Linked DNA regions of Mus musculus: all the other regions are linked to region 1. The links are chromatin contacts, called in public promoter capture Hi-C maps. All regions are on one chromosome and are shown on one strand. Each heading gives the region's core, a stretch centred on a gene start, on an enhancer-like site or on the middle of the called end of the contact. The rest is flanking DNA. Distances are from core to core; before and after follow the strand shown.

Region 1 (2,728 bases), core at 75-2,574:
TTTTTCTTTCTAGAGGACATGCATTAGTTTTATAATATCAATAAAGTAAAAGTCAAGAACATTTACATATGATTCTTGAAAAACTATAAACATGGAGGTGAGAATGTATTATTCTATAAATGACTGAAAATTGCCATTTTGAAAAAAAATCAATTTTGACCTATACCTTGTGTGATAAACTGAAATAAACTTCATTTGAGTCTATATTCCTACTTCTAAAGATCTATCCCCAGGGAATGAGGCCCAATGCTTCACTGCAATGATATTTCTTGAAATATTATTTATACACAATAGAAACCAGCTGGAAATCAGCAAGAGACCTAAGAATAGTGGAAATGGTAGAATAAATTACCATAAAATAGAATGCAACGTTAAAATGTTTAACATAAAGGCAATTTTGAAATGACTCACTATAAACGTGTAGAAAAGCTAGCCTTGTGGTGTCAGCTTTGGAAAATGTGGTGCGGTGCATAGAAGCTGACACAGGCTGAGAAGAGCCCAGGAAACTGCACCGGGCAATGGCATCCGAGTGACAGAAAAGGATGTTTATGCTCGCATCTTTCTTTTTCATGCTGTCCTTAGTGAAACAGAATATAATCACAAAAGTCTGGTTTTTAAATGTAAGCAAAAAAAATGTAAAAGCTCACTATAATTATACAGTTAGACAACTTGTCAAATTTCAAATTCAGAGAGAGGGGGGATAGAGAGAGAGAGAGGGAGAGGGAGAGAGAAAGAATATTATCAAAGAAAGGTCTTAGTGGTTAACAGGGGAAATTTGCTTTTCACAATCTTCCATCAATTAGATGAGTAAAACTTAAACAAACAAACAAACAAAAAGAGGGTCAGAAAACACTCTCTCCTCTCCCGTTCCCTCCCCTCTCTCCCCTCCCCCCTCCTCTGCAAGCGCCCCTGTCATTGATCTTTTGTGATCAGCAACAGTTAGCTCAAAATAATTTATGCAGCCTCCCATTTTGCCTCTGAAAACTTTTACTTGCCTCAACCTCATGGAATACCTACAGGCTCCACCGTTCTCCACACACTGTGGAAACCCATACATATTCTCCACACACTGTGGAAACCCAAACATAGCTAGCAATATAGCTCGAAGGATCTTTCACCCCATGCGCCTAAGGCTCATACACCTCTAAGTAGCTCTACAAAGTAATTTATATTCTGCATCAGGGAGATTTCCCTCTGGTTTATGACTAATCTTTACTCACACTCTTAAAAGCTTACAAAAGACTGGGATGAACTTCCGGTTCATTGCGGGAGGGGGGGCGGGGGCGGGAGGGGTCTGGGCGTGGCGCTTGCAGTAAGAGCCGGCCTCTTCATCCAGGACGTTAAAGCCTCCATCTGTCTCATTAACAAGGACACAGACATCTGCTCTCAGCAAGATTTTGGCAGCAACCATGGCCACGTTCGTGGAACTCAGTACCAAAGCCAAGATGCCCATTGTGGGCCTGGGCACCTGGAAGGTGAGTGCGCAGTCTTGGGCACCTGGTCTTGGCATTTCCTCTTCTTTTTATGACATCTACTGGGAGTTTGGAACCCTAGAGACAGAACACAAGTTGGTTTTGCCTTTTGTGCTGTTTCAGACCTCAAAGCTCTGACAGACTTTTTCCAGCAGAGATATCCCTGTGAAGTGTCAGGTTTCAAGTTTTCCCGAACTTGCCAGTTACCCTCTTAACAAGCTTTCTTCTGAACTCATGAGACACTTAAAGTTTTATAAGTTTTGGCTGGTTTGAAGCAGGGCAGTGGTGGTGCATGCCTTTAATCCCAGAAGTTGGGAGGTAGAGGCTGGCGAATTTCTGAATTTGAGGCCAGAGGCCAGCCTGGTCTACAGAGTGAGTTCCAGGACAGCCAGGGCTGAGTTATTCAGTGGCAGGACACCAAAAGCTCCAAATGACCTAGCTCTGTTTGGTGGGGGAAAGACTCTGCAGCTTGTGGCCTGGAAGCCTGGGGGAAAGGTGGAGTCTCAGACCCTAGCACAGGCTACTGGCACCTGCACCTTACCAAGACACTACACCATTTTCTGAGCACATCAAACTAAGCAGGAAGATGACAGAGCCTGAGCTCAGATCCTGCCTGGCAGTGTGCTCTCCTGGAAGAATGCTCCAAGGCCCTTCCCACTTCTGTTGAGACAAGTCTGACATTGTTCCATCTCCTAACTTTGTCCTTGGGTTTATTTCCTTTCGTGATAACAGGACAGTGGTCAGCTAGTTTCCAGGAGCTGTCTCTATTTGATTTCTGGCGACTGGGAGTTACACTTCAGTTTAGGCTGCCCTAGAACTTATTCTATAGCTTGGGTTGGCCTTGAACTTGCAATCCTCCGGCCTCAGCTTCTAGAGGTTATCACAGGTGTGAGCCACCTCCAGGAGGAGTTGTTTTTGGAGTCCGAGTCTCTTGTCCTGGTGGCTTAGCCTCTGTCTCTCGCTTAGCCTCTGTCTCTCGATCTTTGCACTGTCTTTTTCTTCTGATCATGGGACAGAGGTGGGGCCTCTCTTTGATTCAGCACTGGGTTTAAAACCTCGAATTTGCTCCAAATTAGACATTTCACTTTCTACCAAGCTGTCAAGCACTCTGACCAGAAGTAACCCACAGAAATCCAAAGATTAGACCGAGCGCTTGACAAGGGAGTTGTTGTCAAGATAAGGAGGTGGTATCATAGAGGGAGAGTCTGCTCTTATCTGAAGGAATGCTGGCAGGCAAGATTCTATTGGAAGGCCCA
Region 2 (2,728 bases), core at 148-2,647, 970 kb after region 1:
AATGTCTGCATTGTGTGTTGTTTGCACCTCAGCAACACTTATGTCCCAGCCAGTCCCTAAGATCAGGCTTAAGCACAAGGAGGATTAATAAGGGCTTCGAGCCCCTCTCTTCCATTGCAAGTGCTTCTCCTCTGCCGCTCAGGCCTCCCTTTCCCTCCCTGACATAGTCCCTGAGAAGGAGGGGTTCATTCATGTCCCCATACCAATCCTCATGCCCTTAGGGGTCTCTATAAAGAGCGTCTGGATTGACTTGAGGGAACGCTGGATTTCTAGGTCTTTCTGGGGACGTGAACTCATTTGAATGTAGGCAGCGGGAAGATTTCTCCTCAGACTGGCATGGAGTGGATAACACCCCCCAGCTCTTCATTTCCTGATAGTAATAAACTAGCTGGCCTGATATGTCCCCGGTGACTGCCAAGTGCAGCCAGACCAGAGTAAAGATGCCACCTTTGTTCTCAGAAGCGGCATCTGAGAGAGAAGATATCAATCAGCATGAGAGTAAAGCTTTTGCACACACCGGTTTCTTTCCATGGAGGCTTGATGTGAATGACAGGGGCCAAGCACACTGGGTGGATGCCCTAAATGTTCTTTTTTTTTTCCCCTCTCACTCACCACCACACAGCTCTACCTGGCTGCCAAAATGCACACCCATAGCATCCTGGAGACCTCATTCTTAGCCAGTGTGGCCAAGAACTCTCTGCGTTAGTCCCAGTGGCCACCATTCCATCACACAGGCAGCTGAGTTTGATACCTTCTCTCGGGGGGTCTGTCCCAGCAGCAGCAGGCAGGGATCTGCAGAGAACCCTTACCCATCCTCCGAAACACCCAAGAGTTCTTTCTGGCTCACCAGCAGGAGCAACCCGATGGCTTCTCAACCTCCATCGGGCTCCCAAATTGGCTGCTTCGATGCTCTTCCACCGGGTATTTCCTATCACCTTTTACCAAGAGGGACCATAGAGCACTGGCAAAGTTGGCGTATGAAGCAGGCACGGGGCTTTTAATTCCTTCCTCCCTCTAACTCTACTCCACTGCCACAATTCTATTCAAGAAAGATGAATGAGCACCAGAGAAACACAAGAATTCAAAACAACTCACCCCTGCTCCACCTGCAGGACGCAGTGGCCTGGGTGCTGGAGAATACCAGCAGAATCGTCAGCGCCTTCCAGGACATCTTCCAGGAGGGAGACAAGCTGACCTTCTATTCCTGCGGGACCCCAGGGGCTGCAGGTGGACCCCTGCTCTTCTCAGCGAGAGGACAGAGTTCTTACTGCCCTTTCTTGTCTATAAGGAAAGCAAGGGCCTCTCCCTGGCTCCACAGGATGGAGGCGGATGCAGCCTCTTGGGTGGGACAGAAGTTGGTACCTCTCTTAACCTAACTCTCTCTGGGATTAGGGGACCAGGCTTCCACACAGAGGCTCTGTTTTTGAGCACATCTGGAGTGACTCACGGGGCATGTGATCTCTTTGGCAGTGGGCTGGATAAATATAATTTCTGTACTTGAGTTCCATGTGTTGGATGCGCCCACTGGAATTTTTCTTTAACAAACAGACCCGCGGAACTTGTTAGAGAGCCCGGCGAGAAGTTGGCTGTTTTCCCTGTCCACACATACTACTTCAGAGCCAGGACTGCGGGCTGGAGGAAGAGCTGGGAGGTTGCCTGGCAGACGGTGGGGCTGGTGGAGCTCAGAGTTGCCTGTAGGACAGCACAGTCATTGTGGTACTAGGGTGGGGTGTTCCTGCTATCGTTCCCTGGAGCTAGACTTGTGGGTCTTGGGGTCTGGCGCCTTTCCTAGCTTCTGGGTAGGTGGGGCATTGGTAGGTTGTGAGGAGCAGAGTGGGCAGGTGGCCTTGGAGAATAGGTATTGCTTTTGGGAACCTTGTGAGTCTATGCAGGAGGCTGGGAAGCTGAGCTCCTGTTCACATCCATGATCCATTGGGTGCTTTCCACAGAGTTTTTAAAGAGAAGAGGTCTAATTAGCATATTCTTCTTGAGGGTCAAGAGCATGACACTGGCTTCTTGCACAGTTCTGACTAAGATCTGATGGCAGAAGACACCTCAGTGGGAATGTTTGCAGGGAAGAGATTTCATGCTGATCTAGGAAGCCTTCGGGGGTCAGGTTTTCTCTGTTTGCAAAAACCTTTCAAGGTAACTAACCAGGGTCCCCAAAGAACTACATTAACCCCTTCCAGGGACAATGCCCCAATGAGCTAGTTACTTTGCACCAAGCCCTGCTCTCTATCGAGAGGGTTCTATATACTTTTTCACCCTATTATACTGGGGACCAAGCAGCTTGCAACCTGACCCTTGGGGCCACTGAACCTCTCTGTACTGTGCCCAGATCAGCGACCAAATCCTTTTATGTCTAGCAGAATGGCAGTATTTTCCCATCATCATTTAAAAAGTACTGGGAGACGGCTCAGTTGTTAAAGAGCTTGCTGTGTGAGCGTGATCCCCAGTACTCAGGAAGTAACCAGCACAGCAGCATCTGTTTGTAATCTCAGTCCTCAGCTGGGGAGGCAGAGACAGGAGGATCCCCAGGCCTGCCGACCGGACTCGCTACATGAATTGGTTAAATTTCAGGTTTGTACGGTGGAGCAGGATTAAGGAAGACACCTGACATCGCTCTCACATGCATGCACAGGCAATGCTCACTCGCTCCCCAGACATGTACAGGCATACACACATAGAAGCACAGTTGTAGGCATGCTATGTCTCTAATTATGTGCCC
Region 3 (2,728 bases), core at 169-2,668, 520 kb after region 1:
AGGACCCTCGTTTTGGTCTTGGATTTTAGGGTTTCCATGGCTTGCTTCTCTAGAACAGGACCAAAACTCACACTCTCTTGTCACACCAGGCTCATCTGACCCCAGTGGGTGCCGATCTTCAATGCCTACAAGGAGGAACCAAGTCAGTAGATTCTAGTAAGTCAACGCTCTTCCAACTTACCAGCAGTAATTACTAGTCAGTGTAGGGCAGACCTGAGGTGACCCAGAGGTGAGCAGAGCCCAGAAGGCCAAGCCATGTACACTGTGTCACATGGAGGACTAGCAGCAGATAGGACATGGGGCCTGCAGACAGATATCTGTAGCCCCTCCCCTGCTCTGTGCCCCACACAGGCAGTTGCAGCAACAAGAAATGCTTTCCTGTCATTTCTACAGCCCAAAGGAAGGAAGAAAGGGGATTCTGGCCCAATCGTCCATCTCCATCTATGTCACAAACTTCTCACCTCTACTGTGATTTGGTTACTGTTAGCATGCTAACGTTCCTTCTAGGCTCCACTCAACTACCTAGCAACAGCCAGGTACAAACCTGGCTTGCTATAAAAGGACTATCTGGCCTCTCTCATGCTCTCTGAACCCCCCTCCCCACTTCTCTCTCCACATGTTCCCTCTTCTTTGTTCCCTTTCTCTCTTTCTGTCCCTCTCTCTCTTTCTGTCCCTCTCTGTCCCCTCTTTCTCTGCCTCTACTCCCTTCTCAACCCCCCTTCTCATGTCCCCAAATAAACTTCTTTTTATACTAGACCCATCATATGGCTGATACCTGGGAGTAGGAGGGGGTTCAGCTTGGGCCCGCTTAAGGCACCCCCTCCCTCCCTCCCATACCACATTTTACAAAACATATCAATTACTAAATCCCCCAGGCTTTCTAATTCACACATTTCAATGGGCAGTGCTCCCCCTGCCCCCAACATACACCAGTAGACAATTTTGGCTCATCCAGAATGACTGTTTATAACTTCATTTAAACCAAACAACTTGTCCAGCCACAGAACAGAAGTCGATTAAGAGGAATACCATCCAGTGAGTGACAGTGTACAGAAATGAGTCAGACCCGGCAGTACATGTGTATCATGTCCATTTTATAGACGAGAAACAGACGTGGTTAAGAATTAGCGTGCACAAAGTCGTAGAAAGCTGGATATCGACCATCGAGCCAGCAGCCAGGTCCTGCCCGCCGCAAGGTTTCTGGAGCTCAGCGCTGATCGGGTCGGGCCCGTTGGGTCCCTGGAAAATCTCACCCAGAAGGCACACGCGGGACGTCGCTGCACTAGCGCGGAGCTGGCCGCGCCACTCCCTCCCTACCGCAGAGGGCGCAGAGCCGGGGGCCTGGGGACAGGATGGAACCGTGGGCAAGAGGGGAGGGCAGCGCTGCGGTCCTTCCCGTGGGTTCCGGGGATTCAGAACTGCGAGACGCGCACGCATCCCACCGCCCGCCCCTTCCGGCTCCTGCGCGCTCCCGGCGTGCGCGCTCCGGACCCGGGCGCTGGCTGGCCGCTAGGGCCCCGGGTGCCCCCTGCAGACCGCGGGTCACATCCGCAGGCTCCTGTTTCTGTCAGCTGTTGTGACGGAGGCGCAGCCGTTGGTTCTTAGCGGCCAGAGTCAGTAACTAGGGGAAGCAAAGAAAGGTTCCCTCTGCAGAAGTGGAGGAGGCGCCAAGCTAGCTCCCAGGTGTCCGGAATCTTTCAGCTAAACGCATGCATGATTTTAAGGCAACCTGGGTGGTTGGGGAAAAAGCCAAGGAAGACGACTGAAAAAAACACAGTAGGAGGCCCTCACAGGGGAGGTTCTTCTCTGGAGCGCTGGAGCAAAGGAAACCTCAGATCTGATTCTGTCTGCCCCCAAACGGAGAAATCAAGAGTGACCAAGTTCGATTTACAACAGCAGGTCAACACCGCACTCTGGACTGGGGCACCCACAGCTCCCCTATTGAGCACGGTTTCTCCATAGCCTTTCCCTAATGCTAATCCTCAATCCTAAACTGATAGCTCGGACCAGGAAATTAAAGGCCCCAACTCTTAATGGGATAAACCAATGGCTTCCAATCCCACAGATGACCCCTAGAGTCATTTTAGCTGCTCTTGAACCAGGCCAGGCTGCCACCTTTCTGGGAGGGCAGCCCCTAGCTGTCAAGAAAGTAGCATTCATTGACTGTAAATAGGGCGGGCCCTCTACCTCATCTGATGTGAGCCAAGCAAGCCTAATGCTGGGTGAGAGGGCATCCTTCCATTCTTGGATTCCTTTGATTCTTAATAACTCTCCCGACCCTGCACATCTCTTAAAACTTCTCCATGGCCACCCAGCAAATAAGGCTAAAGACCTGTGTGGCTGCATACAGAGCCTGTTGTCAGCAAAGACCCCAGCAGCAGGAGGGAAAGACCAAGCTAGGAGACTTGCCTGTGCTGGAGTCCACATGGGTTTTATTATTTTTAAATTGGCAGATAAATTTATTGGCTATAGTAACAAGTGTCCGTCAGCTTCATTTAGTCAGCAGGCACTGTAATCGTGACTGTACTTCCAGACCCCACACCGAGCTCCTGGGCATGGGTTTGGGGCTCAGCAGAGACAGGGCCCCAGGGCACAGGGAGGGAAATGCAGACTTGCACCTGCCAGGCGAGGTTCTCAGCCCCCAGAAGAGTGACTCAAGGTTTGCAGTGTGACCTGCCTTCTTGGTTGTGCCCCACAACACCTTCACTCAAGGACAGCAAAGGACAGA

What was found. Capture Hi-C pulls out chosen DNA fragments and counts their contacts.
Region 2: a promoter capture Hi-C map of adipose tissue shows a contact between it and region 1. The contact joins the promoter of Fam180a here to the promoter of Akr1b8 in region 1. A contact is called at or near these places in 1 of 39 promoter capture datasets (pre-B cells), 1 of 115 datasets of contacts at active chromatin or transcription factors (pancreatic cancer cells) and 2 of 9 other capture datasets (adipose tissue and liver).
Region 3: a contact with region 1 is called in a promoter capture Hi-C map of liver. The contact joins the promoter of Cyren here to the promoter of Akr1b8 in region 1. A contact is called at or near these places in 10 of 39 promoter capture datasets (the 3T3-L1 cell line, 3T3-L1-derived adipocytes, embryonic stem cells and 3 more), 4 of 115 datasets of contacts at active chromatin or transcription factors (embryonic stem cells, extraembryonic endoderm stem cells and pancreatic cancer cells) and 3 of 9 other capture datasets (embryonic stem cells, liver and macrophages).

What each region holds. Positions count from the first base shown.
Region 1 is chr6:34,352,822-34,355,549 of GRCm38.p6, forward strand. It overlaps Akr1b8 (aldo-keto reductase family 1, member B8), which reads left to right and starts at 1,325. Exons shown (of 10, transcript NM_008012.2): 1 at 1,325-1,475. The coding sequence starts at 1,410.
Region 2 is chr6:35,324,744-35,327,471 of GRCm38.p6, forward strand. Fam180a (family with sequence similarity 180, member A) reads right to left here and starts at 1,398. Exons shown (of 3, transcript NM_173375.2): 1 at 1,096-1,398. The coding sequence starts at 1,171.
Region 3 is chr6:34,876,647-34,879,374 of GRCm38.p6, forward strand. It overlaps Cyren (cell cycle regulator of NHEJ), which reads right to left and starts at 1,419. Exons shown (of 4, transcript NM_001135611.1): 1 at 1,254-1,419; 2 at 1-125. The coding sequence starts at 38.